Regions from separate parts of the Oryctolagus cuniculus genome. Here region 1 is linked to region 2. The links are chromatin contacts, called in public Micro-C maps. All regions are on one chromosome and are shown on one strand. The core of a region is the stretch at or near the end of the contact, and the rest is flanking DNA. Distances in the headings are between cores, read along the strand shown. Region 1 overlaps LOC103345751 (a long non-coding RNA gene). Region 2 holds the start of TLE3 (TLE family member 3, transcriptional corepressor).

Region 1 (6,487 bases), core at 2,611-5,110, 88 kb after region 2:
TGTTCTTGGCAATTTTGTCAAAAACTAATTGATCATAATGTAAGGATTGACTTCTGTGGTCTCTATTCTGTTCCATTGGCCTATGTCTGTTTTAATGCTGCGACTAGGCTGTTTCAGTTACTATAACTTCATAGTATATTTTGAAGCCAAGTAGGTGCCTCCAGATTTGTTTAATATTACATTGGCTATTTGGCATTTTTATGGTTCCATATAGATTTTTAAAAATTTCTGTGAAAAATGCCATTGGAATTTCAATAGGGAATGTACCCAATGCATAGATTGCTTTGGATAATAGGATAATAGGAACATTTTAACAATATAAATTATTCCAACCTGTGAATATGGGATATCTTTCTATTTGTTTGTATCTTCCTCAATGTTTTGTAGTTTTTGGTGTACAGGTTTTCCACCTCTTTGGCTAAATTTATTAAATGTAAAAGTTTTTTTTTTTTTTAATAGTTGATGTCACTGAGACTGTTTTCTTGACTTCCTTTTCAGATAGGCGGAATAGATTTGACTGAGCTATGGAAGACAGTTTGGAGATACCTCAGAAATCTGAATATAGTTCTACCACACGACCCAGCCATCCCACTCCTTGGAATTTACCCAAGGGAAATTAAATTGGCAAATAAAAGAGCTACCTGCACCTCAATGTTTATTGCAGCTCAATCCACAATAGCTAAGCCATGGAATCAACCTAAATGCCCATCAACAGAAGAATAGATAAAGAAATTATGGGATATGTACTCTATGGAATACTACACAGTGGTAAAAAAAAATGAAATCCGGTCATTTGCAACAAAATGGAAGAATCTGAAAAACATCATGCTGAGTAAAATAAGCCAGTCCCAAAGGGACAAATACCATATGTTCTCCCTGATCTGGGAGAATTAATAGTGCTCCTAAAATGAAAGCTATAGAAGTGAAACTGACACTATGAGAAGCAATGACTTGATCAGCCCTTGTCCTGACTGTTGAGGAACAGCTTACTATTTTATGCTTTTTATTATTTTCTTTTCTACTTAATACCATTGGTTGAATTCTTTACTTAACAAATAATTATTTTTAGGTGTTTAAATTCAACTGAAAATTGATTCCTGTTAAAAATAAGAGTGGGAATAAGAGAGGAAGTAGATGTACAATTTGGCACATGCTACTTGCCTTGAGACTCCAAATCCCATTAAGTTGGCAGGTGCCAATGCCATCTTACTAGTTAAAGTGATCAGTTTAAGTTCATAACTGATCATGAAGATAGGATTAAGTGTTAAAGGGATCACATAAATAAGACCAGTGTCTGCTAATAATAATTGATAGAATTAAAAAGGAGAGAATGATCCAACATGGGAAACAGGCCACACAGCAGACTCATAGAATGACAAATGTCCTAAACAACACTCTGGCCTCAGAATCAGCCCTTAAGGCAGTTGAATGGTTAAAAAGCCCATGAGAGTTTCTCAGGCATGGAAAGGCAAGACACTGTGGCAAAACAGACCTACATGAAAGATCTCTGTGAGTGAGATCCCAGTGGAAAGAATGGGCCATCAAAGAAAGAAGTACCTTTCTCTGAAGGGGGGAGAGAACTTTGATTATGGCCTTGTCTAAATAAGGTCGGAGTTTGTGAACTCAAGAGGCTTCCATAGCCTTGGCAGCTCATGACCAGAGCCTCGAGTGATTACTGATGTCATAAATAAGAGTGTCAATTGTTAAATCAACAACAGGAGTCACTGTGCACTTACTCCCACGTCAGATCTCTGTCCTAATGTGCTGTACTGTGTGAATTAACAGTAAAACTAGTATTCAAGCAGTACTTTATACTTCATGTGTCTGTGTGGGTGCAAACTGTTGAAATCTTTACTTAATATAGAGTTGATCTTGTGTATATAAAGATAATTAAAAATGAATCTTAATGAAGAATGGGATGGGAGAAGGAGTAGGAGGTGGGATGGTTTGCAGGTGGGAGGGAGGTTATAGGGGGAAGAACTGCTATAATCCAAAAGTTGTACTTTAGAAATTTATATTTATTAAATAAAAATTTTCTATTAAAATAAAGATTTGAGTAAAAGACAAACCCAGCAAGTGCTTGGCTGTGGAGAATCAGCAGGGGCAGTGTGGGTGACTGGGTGTGCATGGTGGGGCCTTGTTCAGAGATGGGCACTGGAATACAGGGGACCAGCACGTGGAAAAAGGGCACAAAAGGGGAATTTTCATAGAGAAGAAGCAGGAGTTAGGAACAGGCAGTGAGTGAGAGGGACGGAACCTGCCTGCTGCCCCTCTGTCAGGAGGCAGCACGCCCCAGGACTGCCTCTGTGGGAGGTGGCAGCAGCAGGTGCAGGAGGGCCCCAGGGGCAGAAGCCAGGAGCCCAGACTCAGTGTGGCCTCAGTTTCCATGTCTGGACCATTCTGGGGATCCTCAGTGGAGAGGGGTTGCTGGGGGGGGGATCACCTAATCCCTGGGAACAGGCCGCTGGATTGCGTGGGAGCTGTCCTGTCTCATTCCCCAGCTGTGCATGACGTCACATCTCCTGGGCCACGCCCACCGCTGGAGCCTGCTGGGAGGAGGGAGGAGGGAGGAGGCTGCGGATCTGCCAGGGCCAAGGCTCACCCAGCCAGTTCTTGGAAGGCTGGAATGTGGGCCACAGGCCTCAGCGGGTGTGTCTCCACAGTCTCTGATGCAGCCACACACGGTGGCCTGGCGGCTCCGGGGGAGCACTTGGGTTGCTCTCCGCACAGCTCAGACGTGCGCCCCCTACTGGGGCCCCTGAGGCTGCCGCTCCCTTTCGCTTCCTTACTCTGCGTGGCAGGCTCCTGCTCACCCTTCAGAGCCCAAAGTCCATTTCCATGTGCCTGGGCTCCAGGCCACTTGCACACCCTTTCCCTGTCCCTCCCTGTCTCCCTCCCTGCCTCCACTTCACGTTCATGCCACCCCCTTTTTTTTCTTTTTACAGGGACTGTGTCTTAAGCACCTCAGCATGTCCAAGTGCCAGCTCAGTGGCTCAGTAGAAGTTGGTTGCTTAGGTCATCCCGACTTGCTGATGCCAGCACGGCAGCTCCTGCTCCCAGTCTCGGGCTCCTTACTGGGTCAAGCGTGTGTGGGTGGGGGAAAAGTGGCGGGAGGGTGCTGCGTGCTGCTTGCTCTGTTCTCTGGGAGGGTCCCTCACAGGGTGCCCCCTGGGTCCCTTCCCACAGTATCACAGATGACAGATGCCAAATGAAAGCAATTAAAGGTTGCACAAACCTAACCGGGCTCCCACAGGGAACAGAAAGACACGCTCCTTCCGGGGCGCTTTGGAGCAGTTGTCCTGCCGGGCACACGCCCATTCTACAGATGTGGAAACAGGACCTGAGAGTGGGCGGGCCTTCTGACCCTGGCCCCCGCCAGCTGCTGCCCCCTGCGCTCAGTGCCTTGGCATGCAGGGTGAGGTTTTCCTTGGTTGTGAGCAGATGGTCTTGTGCCTATACCTGCACCGTCCAACCGTAGCCTGGCCTCCCACACGTCTCGTTTGAAAGTCCAGCCAAGATCTACTTCCCTCCCTGGCTTTCACGCCCTGCTTGGGCCCGATCCCTCCTCTTCACACGCCGCAAGCCTCCCTCTGTACAGGCCTGGCTGGCCCTGGAGCCTGGCCAGCAAGCTGTTTGCTCATGGTGGGGGTGGGGGAGGTGCTTCTACTGCCGACAGGACAGAGGCTCTGGGGCTAGTCCTCAAGAAATTACCACAGCCTGGCCAAGGGGGCCAGCGGTGACATCTACAAGTGTCCCTCCACTCTCCACGGGGAGGCTGGCGGTGGAGAAAGAGGGTGGGCTCATGAGTCAGCTGCGGCCGAGGCGGCCAAGCCCCAGGGCCTCGCTGCTGGGAGCCTGGCCGCCGGGGCACCCCCAGACCGAGCCAAGCCGACAGCCGGGGAGGGAGGCCTGCCCGCCCCGATCTGTGGGAATGAGGGCGGCTGAGTCACCCGTCCAGCTGGACACAGCCACCAGCGCGGGCTGGAAGGCAGGACAGTGTTCCCAGCCAGGGCCGGTGGCCTTGGGACGCCCTGAAGCTGGCGGGGTTTTTTAAAGGGCTTTTGCAGGCTTGGCTGCCCCTCCAGGTGCTGGGCTCAAGCACATTTGCCTGCTGTCAGCTCCCGGGGGGTGGGAGGGGGAGAGGGTGTGGGGGGTGGGGAGGGACCAGGCACACAGCCCTGTGGATAGGGAGCTGGGCTAGAGGTCGGAGGGTTGGAGAAAGACAAGTGCGGGTTCGAATCCCAGGGCAAGAAACTTCTGCTCCACGGCTTCCCGTATGCAGAAAAGGCAATAATGGGGCACATGGCCGGGTGGCACACAGGCCCCTGCCTCTGATGGGGTCTGCTCCTCTCTCTGCGCCCACCCCAGCACCTCCCTGTCTGTGCTATTCAGTGGGCCAGGGCCAGGAGCCCTGGAGGCAGGGCAGGGGTCTTGCACAGTAGGCACAGGAAGGTGCTGATCCTGCAAGCATGGAGACCTCCCCAGCTCTATTTGGGGGTTCCTGCCCAGGGCAACCTGCCCCAGGTACTGTGCAAACCGGGGAGACAGTTTCGCCTGGAGCCACGCAGCTGGGACAGGTACCAAGAGGAAGCCTCACTGCTCAGCCAGTTCCCATTGCAGGGGCGCCTGCGTCCAGCCCAGAGACATGCTATCGAGACGCCGCTCCAGCTGCACCTGCTGCAAAAACAAACCTGCCTTTTACCTGCCAGCGAAGCCTCCCGATCTGCACCTCCCACCTCAGGCTGCCAGAGAGGATCTTCTTCCTGATCACAGCACGTGGCATGGGGAATCATGGGTAGCATTTGGCCAATCAAGGGAGGGACCCAGTACACGTGGGTAGCTGGGCCTTGCAGAGGACCCGACACCAGCAGGAGCCCAGGAGGCCACCAGTGGTGGCTCATGGAGCAGCCCGTGTCTCTGAGAGGGACCCCTGGGAGGCCAGATCTGGCTAGTGGGACCCTGCCTATGCTCAGAGCAGGCGCCCCTGTGCTCCCTCACTAAATGGTGTCTCAGGAGGAGAGGGTGGGCTGCAGCCTTGTAGAATCCAAGCCTCTACACCCTGGCCCAGATTGGGAGAGGGGTTCACTCGGAGGGCCGTGACCGGGAGTCTTGACTTCTTACCTGTTCATTTTTGTCTCATTGCCTAATTGTCCCAGCCACTCCTGGTGTCCTCTGTCTCAGCCACTGGGTGCTGGCATTGTGTTTGAGCACCCGGCAGAAGGGAGAGTGTGTGCAAGGCCCCTGAGGCTGCAGGGGGACAGAGAGGTGGGCAGCACCTAGGCCAGCTCAGGAGGAGAGCTGGTGTGGGGTTCCAGCTTCACAAAGTCTGTGGATATGGAGCTGGCCTGGCTGTTGAGGGCAGCTCGCTCTCTCGATCCACACGAGCCTGAGAACGTGAGCATGGGTTTGCTGGGATGCGGCAACGGCCAGGCTGGAGAATTCACATCACCTTCTTAAGGCTATAGCACCAAGGAAGGCTTCCTGGAGGAGGCAGACCTTGCATGAGACTTGGTGGAGGTCAGCCTGGCCACCTTTCCCTACCTGCTGGAGAGCTGGCTGGCTTGTGAGCCCTGGACAGGCCTTCCCGGCTCGGGTCAGGAGTGGCACAGGGGGTCCTAGCACAGACGTCTGCCTGGGCCCAGCTCAGCTGTCACCGGGCATGGCTAATGTGCTAGGTCCATGTCTCCTGTTTCTCAACAGGGTGGCCTCTGCCAGAGGCTGATGGGAGTAGGTGTCGGGGGAACCAGGGCAGGAGAGGGGAGCAGGGTTTCCTGGTGCTACCTGAGAGATGACCGAGGGTCCGGAGGCCGGGAGCGCCCAGGAAGCAGGGCGAGGGCAGCCTGGAGCTTTCGCTGGCTGTAAAATGATGCTGTGAGCTTGTGGGTCAGGAATACTCCCAGGGTTTGTCCAGAGCCTGGAGCATAGGGAGCCAGGGGCCAGGGTTCTTGGAGTTTCACACACACACACACACACACACACTTGCACACCCACACATGTGCACACACACATGTGCATGTATCATGCGGTATTAGTCAGGTCATCATTACGGCAGTGAAATACCCAAGACTGCTGACTTAATAAAGATAAAAGGTTTACTTAGTCAGATTCGAGACCATTGATCGGGTCTCTGGCGAGGGCGGTGAACAGCTATGGCCAAGCACGTTTGCAAGGGAAGGCATGGGCCGAGCCGGGGAGCAAAGAGAGAGAGAGTGAGAGAGAGAGAGAGAGAGAGGTTGAAGTCAGTCTCAGCTCCCACAATCAACCTGCCCACAAGAGTCGGCTTCTGCGGGCATGTCCCCCATGACCCCGCTCCCTAAGCCCCGTAACTGGGTTGAGTTTCCTCTCTGTCAGTACCGTTACGCTACGACTTTGAGGACAGAATCCCATTCTGATTATAGAGCGTGTGCATGTGGCCCCATGCACGCAACACACACACACACACACACACACACACTGCAGACCTATTGTGTGCCAGGGGGTTGCCAGG
Region 2 (6,279 bases), core at 2,840-5,339:
GATCCAGAGGCTCTGGCCTCCCTTCCACCTCAGTTTTCTCACCCATAAAAGGGGAGCAAAGCACTCAGCACTCCCTCTGAACACCACTGGCAGCTGAGAGGATTAATGTAGCCAAACCTCAGGCATTCTCCCCCTAAGAAGCCTGCTTGGGGAGCAGCCAGAAATCCCAGATGCACACAGCTGCTCTTTATACAAAGCCCCCCCCCCCCAAGGCACTACGTTTTAACTCTTCCTGGGTTCAGCCAGAGCCGTCTGCCCCGGGAATTCAGACCAGCTCTGCTCTGCCAGCCAAGGTGGAGCCTTTGTGCCTAAGAACCATCCGCTTGCAGGCGCAGGGAACACCACCCATGCAGCCCTCAACATGCAACGACATATTAAACCTTCATTACGAAGCTCTTAGAATAACCGCTGCTATAAATTTTCAACCTGGGCGCAATTACCCTCTTTAAACACACCCAAGACACTAAGCGCTGAGAAGCAGAAAAGTGGGTGTGGAGAAAGGGAGGAAGTGGCACCTTGCACAACATCCCCCAAGGTCCCTGAAACACCTGGGACCCCAGCGCTACCTCAGGCACTCCGGTTGGACAAGTGAGACTAGGTCAGGGCCACCATCGCAGGGCTGAACCGAGTCCCCACGGAGAAACGTTTTTATAGAGAAAGCTATCTGTATATGATTTCTGTGGGCCAAGAACCAAAACCGTGCTAGCTAGCGTCCCTGATCCCCCCAAGAAGCTGGGTTTCCCGTCCAGCTGAGAAACTAAAGCCCTTCCTGCGTGCCCTTCTCCCCACACCAGGCGCTCCGTTCAAGGAGGGAAAAAGCTCTGACCAAAAACCACCCAAAAAAAAAGCTCTGACCAAAAACCACCCGTGCCAGCCACGCTCTAAGCTTGGCAGGGTCACCTGGCCTTGTCACCTGCCCTGGGTCCTGCCCCCTTTAAAGAGCAAGATTCAAACCATGTAAACGACTGTTAATTTAGAGCAGAAAATCCATTCGAGTCACAGTCACCAAGGGCTAGAGTGAGTCAACAGCCTTCTGAGATTTCAAGAACACCAATTGTTAAAAAGAACAAGCGGCGGGCCTGTGCCATTTATACGTGCCAAGTCAATGCTAACCGTGGGCCAAGCCAAATTATAGGCAGCCTCTCCTAGGAACACAAATACACCAACAGGCCTCTCCCACAGCCCAGCCTAGCACCGGCCTAGTTACTGATATGCATGGAGATAAAGGCTGTTTGTATTTGCTCGGCTTGAGGTATACTGTTATTAGAAGAGTGACAATACGAGGTAGTTTACATATCCATCAAATGACACCATACTAGCTAAACTGGTTTGACTTCAGGATTTCAAAGCTGAGTTCAACCCCCAGCCAGCTTCAGAGTTCTGGTTCGGCTGCCTCTGGGCAAGTTACTTCACCCCGGAGCTTGGGCTTCCAGCTCTGTAAAATGGGGTCGGGGAAGCTGCCCTCAACCTGACAGAGCGAGAGCAAGGCCTCCCAAGCGTCAGGCCTCAGAGCTGGATTTTAAGCCTGCTGGTGGCTTCATGCCCTCACATTTCCACAGCCCAGCCTGGCTTTTTTAAGACTCTGGAAGTCTAGTGTTATCAAGGTAGAACATCACATTAAAAGAAAAAAAACCAAGCCCTCTTGCATTTTCTCTAGAGATTTTTACACGCAAATGGGCACCTGTGCCTTCTCGGGGGCTGGTCAGACAGACCCTAGATCAACATTCTCCTCCTGGTCCTTTTTCCCAGCCCAGGACCAGCTTCACAAGCCTGGGTGCTAAGGGTACATACAGGGTGTCCAGACCTCAAATTTCAGGGCCTGGCCCCGCTCGACCCTCAAGGGGAAGCTCATTTCCATCCAGGAGAGGACCCTTTACGAAGCCCCTACACTGAATTTAAAACTACAGCTTTTAAAGAGAAAAGCACTTACCTGCTTGTGCATTTCGATGTTCAAGCCATAGGACATCTCATAGTACTAAAAATAGAAAGAAGCACCATTAACAGACAACCCAGAATTCTGCTCCTTTTTTCAAAAGGAGTTCTTTCTGGCCTCTTCTGATGCGAATGGTAAGGGGCTTTAAATTAAGCCCCCAAGGGCAGGGTGCTAAGAGCCGCTCCCCTGCCCCCAGCACTGCAGGGGCCACATATCCTGTTTGTACAAGGTAGGGGCCCAACAGGGAGTCAGGTGCACACTCTCTCTGAGAATAACTTAGCACTGCGCCCAAGGCCTCTTAGGTGAGAAGCAGTGCTGGGAGCCTGGCTGATGTGTCTCCTGGGCTCTCCCACAATGACTTAAAGCTGCAGGTGCAAGCCCTGGGTACAGGGAGCCAGGCTACCTGCTGCCCAAGGTCCCGTGACTTTTCAGGTGAGGAACCCTGGCCCACAGTGGGGCTTGCAAAGGCCCACACACCCTGGGCCAGGAGGGCTGCTGGGCTCCTCTGGCTACATTCCAGGGTTGCAAAGCACAAAGTTTCCAAGCGCTCCCAGGAGGCCTTGAGAGATTTTTATCCTATGCTATGAGTCCTGTCTTCCTGGGCTGATCCAACACCATCCTACCGGCTCTCCCAGGGCAAGCAGCCCTAGGGAATCTTAAAAGCACCCAGCAAAGGCGTACAAAGGGAGCAGGGCTCTCCGGGCCTGCAATTCGGGTTTCTCCCTCCGCCCCTGGGCTCACCCACCCCCTCCCAAGTGGCCGATGCCAGGGGAAGCCAGTGAGGGGCGCAGGGCATTCCCGCCCAGCCCCCCTTCCCTGAAGAGCCGCCGCGGCCGCGGTGGGGAGTGAGCCCCGGTCCCCGCGCCGCCGGCGGGGTCGCCGCCTTCCCGGGCCGCCTCTCACCATCACATAATGGCGCTGCATCTCGGTCTTCTCGTTCGCCAGCTTGTCGTACTCCACTTTGAGGCTGCGAGGGCAGAGGAGCCAGCTCAGGCCTGGCGCCCGCACGGCCGCCTCCGAGGCCGCAACCCCAGGGCCTCCGAGAGCCACTTTCCCATTTCCTGGACACCAACCCTCCCCGGGGGGGGGCACCCCACTATCCCGCAGCGTCGGGGCGCACAGGGGCTGGGGTCCACGCCGTGGGCATGGGGGAGCAAGGCAACTGGAAACTTCCCACGGAAGAGCGAGCCCGCTCACCGCGACCGCAGGGGGAAGGACCCCGACCTTCGGCCGCGGGCAGCACAGGGTTAAGGCGGCGCGCTCGGAAAGGGGAAACAAAAGGCGGAGGCCCCAGTGGCCCCGCCGCCCGGGGTCGGGAGCCCCCTCCGTCGCAGCGACGGGGATGCCCCCTCCCTGCCGGCCCCGGGGCGCTTGCCCACCCCCCTCCCCCGGCCTTACCTGTGATACTGAGCTTGCAGGAACTGGAATTCGTCTTTGATCCTGTCACAAGACTCAGCCACCGTGAATTTAAATCCGGGCTGCCCGGGTTGATGGGGAGCCTGCAGCCCGCGAGGACGAGACAGGGGAGGGGCGCGGGCGTCAGCCGGGGCTCGGGGCCTCCGCCGCGTCCTCGGCCCCTCCCCGCCGGCTGCCCCACCAGAGAGGCCGCCCTCACAGCCCACAGCCTTCCCCGCAAGTTCCTCGGCTCCCCGACGGCGCGGGGGGAGGGGGCGCCCCGGGTCCTCCGGCTCAGTCGCGAGGTTTCCACCCGCAAACAGAGAGGCGGGGGCAGGGAGAACGCGGGGCGAGTTGGAGACTTAAGAAAGGGGGCGGGGGGGTCACGAGAACGGCTTCCCCTCCGGCCCCGGCTCGGGACTGACCTCGCAGGTCCGCCGAGTCTCTCGGTCCCCAGCCCCTTTGTGTGAGCGCGCGCGCGCGCACTCACACTGCACAGACACACACACACACGCACAGACACACACACCCCATAAAGGTAGCAACAAGCAAAATGGAGGTGCCGGATAAACTGCCTCGTTTACCCTGCCATGATAGATGCTTAAATAAACCGAGTTGCAATTACTCACCGGATGTCTCCCTTGCGGATACATGGCAGGGAGGGGTCGTGATTCCGAGAGCTTGGAAGCGCCGAGAGCCCGGGCCGGGGAGGTGCGGGAGAGGGGGGAGCCGAGCCCGAGCGGGGGGCGGCCGGGAAACCGAGAGCTCGCCCCCGGCCCCCCCAGCTCGCTCTCGCAGCGAAATCCCAGAGTCGGGCGCCCGCCTCGAGCGGAGACAAAGAGCCGCGGAGCGGGCGGCAAAGTCGTCGGAGGCCGGGCGGCGGGCGCGAGCTTTGTGCGCCTAGGGCTCGGCGGGCTTCGGCCGGCCGCCTTCCCGGGGCTGCGTCGAGCGCGTCAGGGCCGGGGGCTGCGCGGACATCGTCGGCTCCCCGGCGAGTCCGGCGCGGGGTCCCGAGGCCGGGGGCCCCTCCGGATCACTCAGCAGCGCGTCGCGCCGGGGCTGCCCCAAGCATCCGGGGCGCGCGAGTCCGACCCCCAGAGCAGCTGGGCCCGCGGCTCGCGGCGAGAAGAGAAGACAGGCGCCGAGCTGGAAGCTCGGGGCCGCAGGAGCGCCGGAGAGTGAGGGCTGGAGCCCGCCGCGGGCGCTTCGACGCCCCCCCTCGGAGAGGAGAGCCTGCTGTTCCGTCTGCTACCGCCGCCGCCGCCGCCGCCGCCGCAAGCCCTTCCCAGGGCCGGGGAGGAACTCCGGGCTCAGTAGGTGCAAATCAACCTCCCTGGCATCCTAACTCCAGCGGGCACCGGAAGCTTCTCCGTGAACGGGTCCTCGCCGCTCCCGGCTGGAGCGCCGCGTTCCCCACGAGGAGCGCTCGGCGCCACCGCCGCGGCCGCCTCGGAGCGCGCCGGCAGGAGAGCGCTGGAGGGGAGACGCAGCCGGAGGCCGGGCAGCTCTGCGGCTTCCTCCCTTCCCCTCGGCCCGGCTCTCCGCGCCCCGACAAACCCCCAAAACACACACCTCCCCCCCACCCACAGCGCGCGCGCGCGCGCGCACACACACACACACACACAAACACACACCCCCAAAAAAAGTGCCCGGGACCTGCGGATACCACACACAGACAGGCGAGGGGGACGAGCACGAGGTCTGAACTGCCGCGAGAGCAGTTCCAAATAGGGACTGAAAAGTAACAAAATAATGTGGCAGCTTCGCCCGGCCGCAGCCAATGGGCGCGAGCCGTCCCCACGTGGGGCCGCGGAACTCGGCCCGCGACTGGCCGCCGCCGGGCGCGACGTCACAATGCCCTCTTGTGTCTAAAACTATGCATGAAAAGTAGCAATCAGGCCCTACCCGCTGGTGACTTTCGCATGGGAGTGAAAACCAGCGCTCCTCAGATCAGGAATTAACCGAAAGACATATAATAAATAGATATATATTATAGTCCCGGGCTGCTGGAGTTCCTCCCCGCCCCCGCCTCTCTTTTTTTCCCACGATCTACTAGCAAATAATTATTTGGCGGGTGGGGGTTAGGACGGATGACGGGAATAACAACAAAAGGATAAAAGACTAGCGAGCGGCGCGGAGCTCCAAACCTGTGGCTGGGAGGACCGGATCGGTTTATGCCGCAGCCGCGGCAACGGTTCGCCCCTGTAATCCCATTAGGCCGGCCGAGCGGCCCAATTAGACACTGTAAGACAACCACTTCGTCACGTTCTCGTTCTAGGACCCCTAAGATGGTGGCTCCCCAAGTTGCCTCCGACCTCTCACAGCCCGCTGGGAGCCCCCAGCGTCCCTTCTTTGTTCGCTCGCCCGTCCTAAGCCCAAAACTGCGCCTGCGACGCGCGGCGGCCGCCCGCCCGGGAGCGGTCAGAGGGACTCAGACCCCCGCGGGGGTCCCCGCTGTGGGACGGCTTCGCCCGCGCCGAGGGCGCTGAGAAGACGCGGTCGGGGCCGCGCGGGACTGCCGAGCTCCGGCCCGCACACCGCCAGCTCCGGCGGCCCCGCGCTCGCGGCTGAGGGGGGCGCGGGCCGGGGGTCGCGCCTCAGCGCCTCCGCGGGCCCGGAGACGGCGGCGCGCCCGCGCCCGCGCGCGCGCCCGGCTCAGTGTTTTCCCCTCATTAGCAGCCGGAGCTTCGCTTTCGCATCTTAATGAGGCGAGCGCGAGCGGCCGCTCCGAGGCCGGTGCGCGGGGAGTCACACGTGAGCGCCCGCTCGGGCCGCCAGCCCCGGCCGTGCTCCTCTCTTCATTTATTTATTCTCCTAAATAAAAACATAAATCGTGTGCGGCGCGCACCGGAGAGGGGGGTAGGGAGAAGCCGGGCTCGACAGATGCGAGCATCTGGCCGCAGCATACATTACACACAAAATGGCTCCTCTCCGGAGCTTCCTTTCCCCTC

Evidence for each region. A called contact is a pair of places that touch in the nucleus more often than the background predicts.
Region 1: a Micro-C map of ear pinna shows a contact between it and region 2, with 3 times the contacts expected there. The contact joins the enhancer-like site here to the promoter of TLE3 in region 2. A contact is called at or near these places in 2 of 6 Hi-C or Micro-C datasets (ear pinna and psoas muscle).

Annotation. Positions count from the first base shown.
Region 1 is chr12:92,720,856-92,727,342 of mOryCun1.1, forward strand. LOC103345751 (a long non-coding RNA gene) reads left to right here. Exons shown (of 4, transcript XR_515525.3): 4 at 499-1,885. Among named protein-coding and RNA genes, the nearest start is that of TLE3, 87 kb to the left of the region's middle. Within about 2 kb of position 3,861, at least 6 of the 8 cell types and tissues checked have an H3K27ac peak or open chromatin away from gene starts, as enhancers often do. A contact at or near this core is called in ear pinna, where this site is marked.
Region 2 is chr12:92,632,619-92,638,897 of mOryCun1.1, forward strand. TLE3 (TLE family member 3, transcriptional corepressor) reads right to left here and starts at 4,090. Exons shown (of 20, transcript XM_008249826.4): 1 at 3,958-4,090; 2 at 3,332-3,432; 3 at 2,837-2,900; 4 at 1,931-1,975. The coding sequence starts at 3,981.